Linked DNA regions of Columba livia: region 1 is linked to region 2. A link is a contact called in public Hi-C data. All regions are on one chromosome and are shown on one strand. Each heading gives the region's core, a stretch centred on a gene start, on an enhancer-like site or on the middle of the called end of the contact. The rest is flanking DNA. Distances are from core to core; before and after follow the strand shown.

Region 1 (5,215 bases), core at 1,350-3,849, 100 kb after region 2:
GACAAGAGGTTGACCTCCTCGCTCCCTAAACTGTTGACATTTAACACTTTCAGGCTTAACATAAGGTTTTCCTGGATTTAAAGGAACATATTTGTCATTGAACCTGACAAGGACAGGTCATGAGCTCAGGGACATTCACGGTCCTTTTTGTCCAGGTATGTTCTCTGCCTTCAGAGGCTGCAGGGTTTCCCTTCCTCCTTGGTTTGCCACATTCAGAACACAGAATACCGAAGCCTGAAAAGTTTATGGGTGTTCTTCCATCATGAAAAAATCTACACTTTGCTCAAAAAACATTTTTGAGCTTTTTTTATATTACTATTAAATGTTAATCTCCAAAATATTTTTTTAATGCTTCAGTATGGCTGAGTATGGATCACCTAACAGAGATATTCAGCTGAAGTTTGACACCTTTGTTGGTAGACGTTACTGAATTCAAAACAAGATTACTCTAGACTTCCAGGGGAATTTTTAAGTAGCATTTGGGTGACGTGATTTGTGCAAGATGATCGTGCTGTAAATGAAAATGGAGCGAGATTTTTTTTGTGTATATATTGTGTGCTGGGTTTTTTGTTTGTTTGTGGGTTTTTGTTTTTTAATCCTTCAAATACAGGTACTTTGTGATCCATCACCTTGGTTATTATAGGATTTTTTTTCTGAGTGTATATTTAATGTCTTAGCCACTCTATTTGTATTCTAGTAAGTGAACCTTTGTCATCTACTGTATGTATAATCCATAAATAATGTGATCATATCACAGTTTCTTAATATTTAAATGTTGATACTAATATTCCCTAAGCTTCTTCCATGCCTTTATCTCATTCACAGACATGGTTTTTGTATATTTGCTACAAGCTTGCTTGTCTCTAATTTTATCTTTAACCAGACTCTGTGTATTTAGTTATCTGTTTTTTTCTTCATGAGGCCTTTCTTGAAGCTGTCTTGGTTTTTTTATTCTTCTTAATAATAATAATATCAGATGTCCAGATTTGCTGTAGCAAGTTGAAGAGCAAGGAATTAATAGCTAAGAGTAAGACTTACTAATCTCTGGAGAGGTAATAGGCTTTCAAAATCTTATGGATTGGCATTAGTTTGTTTTGCCCCTTCAGTTTAGAGAACAAGGACTAGTTGCTTTCCGTTTAACAATATAAGCCACTTCCTCTAGAAAGTGATTTTTCTCTCTTATTGCTACTACGGGTAATTTGTACATGTGCTGTTTCCACACTTGGTTCCTTTCGCTGTCTGAGATCCCACTTCCAGTGTTAATTTTTTCTGTGTTAACTTCTAATTGCTCTTATGAATTTATTTCTCAGGGTTTCTGGTGTACAACAAAGAGCTTCTGCATGGCAAGAGACTCTATAGGTGCCAGGCAAAACTCATAAACTATATTAATACCTCCATCAAACTTTCTGTTGGGTTTCCATGCTCTCCCATTTAAGCAAAATAACAGTGCATGTTTCTAAATACGTCTTTGTTTTTTAGTGGTGAAATAGTTTTAAGTGGCCTGTGCTGGGACAGTTGAGTGTCCCCTCAGGGGTGCCAGGAGTGGGGCAGCAGATGAGTTTTGGTCAACTTGAAATGAAGACCACTTCTCTAAGGAGAGTTCAGCTGACCTGAAGTTTGGGCTTTGTTTCTTCATCTCTGCAGATTGTCTGGCTAATGGAAGAAGAAAGGGACAGGAGGGAAGAGTGGAGGTTTAAGTTGATCCAAATATGTTGAAGCTTTCACTCACTTCATGTACAAGGACTTTGTCTAAGATAAAGGTAGCTGAAGCAATAGAAAAATGTCATTTTGCTTCCTAGCATGCTCAAAGCATGGAAAAGCACATAAGAACATTCATTGAGAATGGACCATCACATTTGCCTGTTCGACAGCTTTGTAGACTTTGTAGACTTTTTGCCTTCTACATTCTTAAATGAAACAAAAAAAAAAATCAAAGGATGTTTTCAGAGGGTAAAAGAATTGGTCTATGAAAAAACTTTTCCACCTTTTTGTAGATTTTTTTTTTTTGAGCCCATATTTGTATCTCTAATAGCTAATGAATGATGTAGCTATATATTCCAAGGTTCATAGTAGGCTTCTCCATCTTCTCTTCTGTGCTTTGTGTTTCCCCTCTGTACACGGGTTATTCACAGGGCCCAGAATTGTGGTGAGTGAGCCCCTTTCAGTAGCACTGATGTGATCAAGCTGTTGGTGATCATCGCTGTATACCTGATACTAACCATGTTCCTGTTTTGATGTGGCAGCAAACATGGTCTTTGCTAACTACAGGAGAGGACATCCCAGACCTACTAATTTGACAGATGAAAGGAGAAAAATGCCCCACCTGTTTCTGAAGGTTTGCTCATAGATTTATCTAGGCTGGGGCTGGAGGCAGCCTCACCTTGCCTGGCCTGTTGCTTCAAGGCAGCATCATTCCAGGCAAATGCTTGCCTAAACAGTTTTTAAAAACTTTTTAAGGTGGGGTCCCTGCAGTGTTTCCGGGCAGCCTGTTCCAATGTTCCATTGCCCTTGCTGTTTGGAATTGTTCTGGCCTAGATTTCTTTTGGTACAGGTTAAGGCCATTTTTTTGTCTTATGAATTACAGCTGTGGAAAACAGATTCTGCTTTCTGTGTGGCTGGAGGCTCTCTCCTTTCCTTTGACTACTCAACCACAATAATGCAACAGTGGTTACACATGGGATTTCATTTCCCTTGGTTGCATTAGCAGATCATTAGCATTCTCCTTCTAAGGACTCATTCGTGGGACTGGGTGTTCAGCATCCTCCTCTGCTTGTGCTGCCTGTTGCTATCAGGGACCAGCAGTGCTCAGGTCTGCCTGCTGAAGCTTTGCCCTGAGTTTCCAGGCTGTTCTTTTATTGAGATCCTTTCTAGAAAATTTTCCAAAATATTTTGGTGTCCCTTTTTATACCACTGTTTTCTAATAGTGCGTTTTTGAACATTAATGAATGGTGAAGAAAACCAAGCTAGCCTTTCAAGACTGACAGTGATTTATTGTCAGATGTAGATCCTTCTGTGGGACATATCCATGCTTCCAGTCATTTTTTTTTATACCTTAACCAGTAAGAGTATTCTCAGTGGTTTCTCCAGGAAAATATGTCCAACGAAGCTGCTGAACTGTGAAAAAAAGGAGTTCAGTGTTTGCTGTTCAAACTAGCCTACAGCAATCAGTTATAAAGAATAACAAGTTTAAGCTGAAAAACGAGTTCTGTCTTTTCCTTTTGTCTGTTGCTGTTGTGTAACTTCAGGAACTCTAACCCAAAAAGAGTTCTGAACTGGTCTCCACCCAAATGTGGGCAAAGCCTCAAAACGAAAGAAACATCAGAAAAAGTTACAGAACATGTTACATAATACAATTTCATTTTAATGGTACAAGTGCATTGTGGGTGGTGGTGTTTGTTTTTGTGTATCTCTGTTTTTTGTGTCCCCTCCCTAGAAATTCTGTGTCATGGTTGCTTACGATTATTTCTCATTTTGAATGCCCTAAAGCATGTTCTATCGCTCCCAGGTTTGGAGAGATTATTTCTCTCTTCTGAAATCCCCATTTGTTGTTTTTTAGGTATGACACCACAAACAAAGGTGATAATGTGAAAGTAAAGGGAAAAAGAGGGTGGGTGGATGGGATATAGAAATGAATTTTTTTCTAGTCTTAAAGGTGACTGATTTTAAATATGATACAATAAAATGAGGTATTAGCAAAAGTTTTTTTCATCAGATACAGCTCTACATATGTTGTTTTCCAAATGAGGCTTTTCAAGAAATAACAGCTCATTTGATTTTGAACAGTAATTAGCCCATAATTTTGTTAAAATCAGACTTTTATGTTGGTTGTTCAACTTACTTCTACTACAGCAGTGCTGCGATACTCACTTCTCAAGAGCAAGTTTTGCTTTACATCAGAATAAAAGTCCTCGTCTAGATGTCAAATCTTCCCACCAGTTTCTGGAAATAAATGTTGGGAGGCAAATCCCAGCATAGCTTAGTGAATTGAAATTTTGAGTCAGCGCCATTTAGAGAAAGATTCTGGGAAGAAAGACTGGTTTATGGAATAAGGTGATTTCTTATTTGCTCATCAGTTGCTATAGCAGAATTTATTACAAGATCTTGGCTGTTTCTTCTGAAGCATCTTTGTAATATGTGGGAGCTTAAGTTTACATTGGCTATTCACTTTATTTAAGAAAAAGTAATAAAAAAGCTCTATCATTCGTTTTGTATTTTCTGCTTGAAATAAATTTTTGGCTTAAAATAAGAACCAGCCAGGTTAGCCTTTTCTGAATTACATGTCTGCATTTAATACATTTAGAATAGGAAGCTCATAGTTCAGACATGCTTTCCTGGTCCTTTAATTCCCCTGTCATATTCTGCTGTATGTGATTACGTGAACTGTGACTGTCTGTCTGTGTAAATTAGGCTGGGTATTCTGGTTTAGATATAGCTAGGAATTAAATGCTGCTTTGTCAGCCATCTCATTCTTGCTCTGCTTTAAATGTAATAGAGAATCAGAGAACTTGTTTTACTCTTAGTTTTTGCTTGCATTGAATATTTAGCGCTTTGTTCTAGTTGAGAAATCTCCAATATTAGGTTTTTGGAGCAAAACTTGTGGAAATTGTTGTCTTGAGTGGTTGCCCTGGAGACAGGGTAGGGCATCTTTCTAGGAGGCCTGATCCTGTGCTTTTTTCACTAACACCCCACTGTTTCTTGTGTGCACCACAATGACATTTCTGTGCAATTTTAACTAAAAGTAGAATGTGATGAGAGCCAAGGTCTCGGCTCTGGTAAGGAGTAGGAGAGCAGCCTGTGCACAGAGCGAAGGACCCTGTTTTGGGATATCTGGGAGTGGGTGAGTCTCCTGTCTGTCCATACCAACCACACAGGGGTCACTAAACACCCTTAGATGAGGCACCTTCTCTGAAAATCACAGAACATAATGGAAGCAGGTTGCACACTTGAGTTCTGTGGAGAAATTTTACACCAAACACCATAGGACAAGTAAATTAGTACCTGTAATTAGTGTGTTAGGTGAGCAAGGCATGACAGAGGGGGGTGGGGGATGAGTTTGTCCCCCCCGCTATGGCACCGCACATGGAGATGTTTGGCGGGCCAGCTTTGGGGTCAGTATCCTGAGGGCAAGTGCCATGTAAACTTTTTCCAAACAGCTCTGGCAATTCCTTTCTGTTCTGACCTGCACAAGCGCCGTGTCCCCACGCAAAGCCTGCTC
Region 2 (4,891 bases), core at 231-2,730:
CTACTCAGTGTCTTTGATGGACTACCAATGTACTTTAACAAGGAGCTTAGACTGGAGTCACTGGCTGCAAGGAGTCCAGGGGGTGGTGTTTATCCCACCAAAACATGGAATACATCAAATCAATTACACGGTGCAGGCGTATTTCCCCCCATCACCAGCCAGCATTGCAAGCACAAAGAAAATATGTTCTCCGAGACACTAGAGGAGCCTTCTCCCTTTAGATGCTGATTTAATGTGAAATGTATATTAAAGGGGAGGGAGAAAGAAAGAGAGGGAGAGGGGCAATCTCATATGTTTTGCAGCAGATTGCTGCATCGATCTTGTCATTTAGGCAAACACAGTTGGACCTGAGGCTATGAGTCTGTGGGATGTGCTTTATTTCTGTCATAAATTGTCAGCCTCAGAGAAACACAGGAGAAAGAGAAGGACCGTAACAGAGTAGAAAATGTTCTAATAAAGAGACCAGCAAGCCATTTAAGAGCAAATCAAAGGAGTTGCCATTTTGGATTGTGCTTGCTTTCAACAGCTAGAAATGTGCTCTGCCTTCGCCCGCTCCCCGAGTGAAGCGGTGATGGGAAGAGACAAGACCTAAAGGAAGGACTGGTGTTTCTGTCAGGGCTGCTCAGCAAGAGTTAAGCTGTTCTGCATGACCTGTGGTCCTGAAGGAGCCCACGGCCTGCCCTGTGCCTGCCGTTTTAACTGCTTGTGCCTGTGGCTTGCCAAGCCCTCCCTGGTGCCATCTCGGAGCCAGCTCTTCCATGAGGATTTCTCTTCTTCACTTGCACTGTGAAATTCCAACCTGTGTTATGCATCACTGACAGGCAATTTGAGAGCTGGCAGGGGCACACTCAGGCTCTTCAGGGACCTAATCCAGGATCAGAAACTTTCCTGGAATAGTTCTCTCCATCAGGAGTGTTTTTGTTTAAATGACTGCTCTGGGAGGCATTGCACTGCTGGTGGGGGCCACAGTGAGATAGTTTGGAGGGGCTTCCACCAGAAGGTTCAATCAAACAGATGCACTGGCAAACTCTCCCTAATTAATAGCAGGCCTTGGGCATCTCTCTGCCTGGATGTTTGTACCAGGCCGTCTGGAATGATGTCAGCACCTTGGGTTACTTGCTCCTGAGCAGAGCAAAGACACTAGAGAGCGCCATGTATTTGCGGATTTTGACTTGGGAGGCGCTGTGTGAGGACATGAGAGCTCCCTGAGGGGAGGATACGGGAGAGAACTGTCCTCAGGACCCAGCCTTGCTGCTCTTGTGCCGCCCGGGGGGGGGTCGTGTGCAGGAAAGTGGTTTCCCTCTAGATATGTGTAGCTGTGGATGCAGTGTGGTTTTGCATTTCCTCCAGTGAGCTCCGTGTCTCTGGGGGAGAAAAGGCAGTTCCGCTGTCAGGAGGAAATCCCCTGAGTCTCTTTCCTAGTAGAGGAGATGCAGGCATCCCAGCTTCTGTGCAAACCTTCTGTCACATAGTCTTGAACGCAGCAACCAAGAGAGGGCACCAGGAGGGGCCTGTCCAGCAATCTCCCATTTTAAGGAAATTCTCCAAGCAGACTAGGCTGAAATGTCCCAGAAGGTGCCCTTGAGGCAGCTTCACAGGAGGATTGCCATATCTTTTGAGCTCCCACTTTCCAGGCCTTGTGAAGAAAACATTTAATTTTCAAGTACTTCAATACCTAAACAATGTTTAATATTTTACCATATTTGAATGTCTGAGTCATTTATTTAAGAGCAGGCTGGAGTCAGATTGTTTTGCTGTCTCTTATTCTCACTGTCCCAAATGGCAGAGGCTCCATATGGGCTCTACCCTCCTCTTCCTCATGGGAAAGTGATTCATGCCCATTCCAGCAATGTTGGAGAATAGCTGTCCTTTCACCACGTGCTGTCTTGTATCTTCTCCCATCACCAATGGCCTCCTGAAGATTCTCTCTACCGTAAATTGGTAGGGAAGCAGCCTGTGTGGCATCATGCTCTTCTTAATCACCAGTCATACGATGGTGATGACTAAACTTTTATTACAATGAGCTGGCATTTTTTTTTCCTCCAGTGAAATGTTTCCTGCAGAAAAAATGAGACTTCACTGAAACCTGAATTATCTTTCAGAAGATGCCCATCTCTGTGTATTCAGAAGTACTTTTTCAAAGAAAAACTTCAGAGTTTTTTTTAAGGGAGGTGATATGCAGATATTTCAGAATTTTAAGTTTGCTGGTTTTCTCCTTTTCTTGTGCTCCTAACTCTAAAAGGCTAACTGAAGTCTTGCAGTTATTCTTCCTATTTCATATTTTTATTGTTTTGCAGGTGTTTTATTATCTTGCCATTTCTGAAAACATTTCCCATAAGAAAGCTCCAAAACAGTAAAAGAGAAAGAAAATGGTAGAAAAGAAAAAAAGGTGGTAGTGAAAAGATGTTTAGGAGGAAATGTTTTTGTTGTAGTTGTGAAAAGGAGGAAAAAGAAGAGGGAATACATGTTTTTTTCCTCATCAAAATCCTCAGTGATGTAGAAGCTTAGAAGTTTAATTGAAATAAAAAAATCATATTTGGGCACATCTGACTGGATACAATTTTTCCCTGCCCTGTTTTCACCTTACTCAGTTCTCCTTGTCATCACCCCTTAGGCTGTGTCAGAGTCATCTGGAAACAGCAGATAAGAAGGAGCCTCAGGACAGCTTGGGAGCAGGGTAGGAGGGATCTGTGTGCTTTGGGGGACTATATGGACATGAGGAGCTCCTCTCCAGCAGAAAGCCAGCAAAGGGGGAGCCTGCACCTCTGCACTTTGAGAAATGCCTCTCTCTTCTCCATGTGAGGGGCAAGTGACCCATCCAGCACAGATCTAGGCTGGTATTTACCAGGAGGATGGTGTGCCTTGCAGTGGGCAGAGGTTTACTGGCTGCAGAAACAGCTTTTCAGGAAGTGCGTGTTGAGATTTTATCTTTTTTTTTTTAGAGAATGTTTGGTCTATGCAAATCCCTGAGCACAGGGAAGAAAACAACCCTACGTACAGGGCTCTTGAAATGAAGAAAAATGAGCCCTAAGTTAGAAAAATGTGGCAAAGCACTTGTGCCCAGAAATACGTTAGAGTTTGGCACAGGTGTTGGAAGTAGCTTTGAAGGTTCTTTCCCATTCCTTAGCACAGTGGTTGAGACACTGATGGGAAGCATGAAGTGCCTCTCCAAAGGGTCAGTATCCTGTTAAATGCCCTGTGTTATCTGTGCCGTATCAGCAAATAACTGCTAATGAGACAGAAATACCTTCAGACTTCATACTCTGCACCTGCTGAACAGTTTGCTGGATGCCCTTTGCACTTACGTGTAGCAGATAAAAGTGCAGATCCGAGTTGTGTTAATCTGGTCTCTTATCCTGTCCACTCATTCTTTACCCTAAGAAGCTTTGGTGTTGAGCAGTTTCAACCAAGTTTGGAGGGGGGGGAAAGGCCTTAAAAATATTTTCTGCTGAAAATCGGTGTCAGAGTAGGAGATACCCATAGGATTGCAGTCCCTAAGGAAAGGGAGCCCAATCTCTAGTATTGGAGTGAGGTCTTTCCTGGGACCCTGCAGCTTCTAGCTCCTTTACGTAAGGGATAGTAGTAAGATAATAATAATAGGAAGGAGCTGGAATGTTTTGTGATGGGAATATTGCCAAACTGAAAATATTCTACGAATGTAATGGCTGGGAGGATTAGGCATATGGGATATAAACCTCCAGAAAACTAGATTTCATGGCTCTGCTGCTCAGAGAACAATGCGTTTACTGGGAATTTTGGATTAAAACTGGATTTCTCCATCACCGACAGTGGTCGGTGTGTCCTGTATTCTAAGTGGGCAGGGGACTTTTACCTGCATTAGATTAGGGAGTGCAGTGTTATGAAGTTTCCTTACTCAGGATGGCATTACTCCAAGCCTCAAGGTAATTTATATCTCAGGTAGGCATGCTGTTGTTTAACAAGACTAAATATGGAGAAATGAGAGCCTGATGTGGAAACATATGCTCTGTAAGCAACAGCAGAGTTTATGAAGGGTATTTCAATATTCTTCATATTGTAGGAACAAGCATAAGCAGATTTTTTAAAATTGGATTTTAGGACAAAGCACAGCTGGTACAAAGCTTAAGCAGGAATTCCAATGCTGCTGCTTATTAATTCAGCAAGCGATGATGTACAAGTCCTGGTTTCTTCTTTGCTGTTTAATACTCAGTCATAGACCTACGTAGCATTTTGCAAACATGAGGTTTTTAGAGAAAATCAGATGCTTGTTCTTACAGCCAAGCCTCTGGAAAGTTCTTGGCAAGGCAGGAGAGCTTAGCCACAACTTGCTAGAGGTAGTCTTGCATCTTCCTTGGCAAAGAAGGGGTGGGAAGCAAGAGATGGAGAGTAAGTATCCTTCTGGTCAATGTAAAAATAACAAGTTGGCAAAACGTCCCACATGACTTAACCATTTTTGTTCTCTCTGCTGGGAGAGAACTGGGAAAAAGTATGTTTGACAAATGAGTTATCATGTCAGCCCTCAGCAGAAGAAAATCTTTCTGAGCAAGAAAAATAGCATCCTTGCCTAGTCCTTTGTAGTTATTTTAGTGTTTTGGGAATGATGTTCATTTGGGGATTTTTTTCCAAGGTGTGTTGTTTTGTTTTGTTTTAACACCGAAGAAAGGAGGCAGCATGTAGAGAGAGAGAGACAGTAATTCGTTGCTCCTTCCCTGCTTCAAGATTGCTGCTGGAAAAAGAAAACCCAGTGATCATCCTCAGTGCACATGGGCTTCCTAGCATTTGGCACAAGGCAGCACATAAGATGAAAGTGTGTCTCTTGACAGCCAGCTTCGTACTAGCAGCCTTTACTCCAGGCAACAAATTAATCCACTCAACTGTGTTCTGGATAATTGTTGATACTGTCTTAATTGGT

The links. Hi-C and Micro-C count contacts between places; a contact is called where the count stands out from the background.
Region 1: a contact with region 2 is called in a Hi-C map of liver, with 5 times the contacts expected there. The contact joins two enhancer-like sites. A contact is called at or near these places in 2 of 2 Hi-C or Micro-C datasets (crop and liver).

The regions. Positions count from the first base shown.
Region 1 is chr3:111,408,277-111,413,491 of bColLiv1.pat.W.v2, forward strand. The region is part of intron 5 of EHBP1 (EH domain binding protein 1); the gene reads left to right. Among named protein-coding and RNA genes, the nearest start is that of EHBP1, 59 kb to the left of the region's middle. Within about 2 kb of position 2,600, at least 1 of the 3 cell types and tissues checked has an H3K27ac peak away from gene starts, as active enhancers do.
Region 2 is chr3:111,306,236-111,311,126 of bColLiv1.pat.W.v2, forward strand. No RefSeq gene overlaps it. Among named protein-coding and RNA genes, the nearest start is that of TMEM17, 19 kb to the left of the region's middle. Within about 2 kb of position 1,481, at least 1 of the 3 cell types and tissues checked has an H3K27ac peak away from gene starts, as active enhancers do.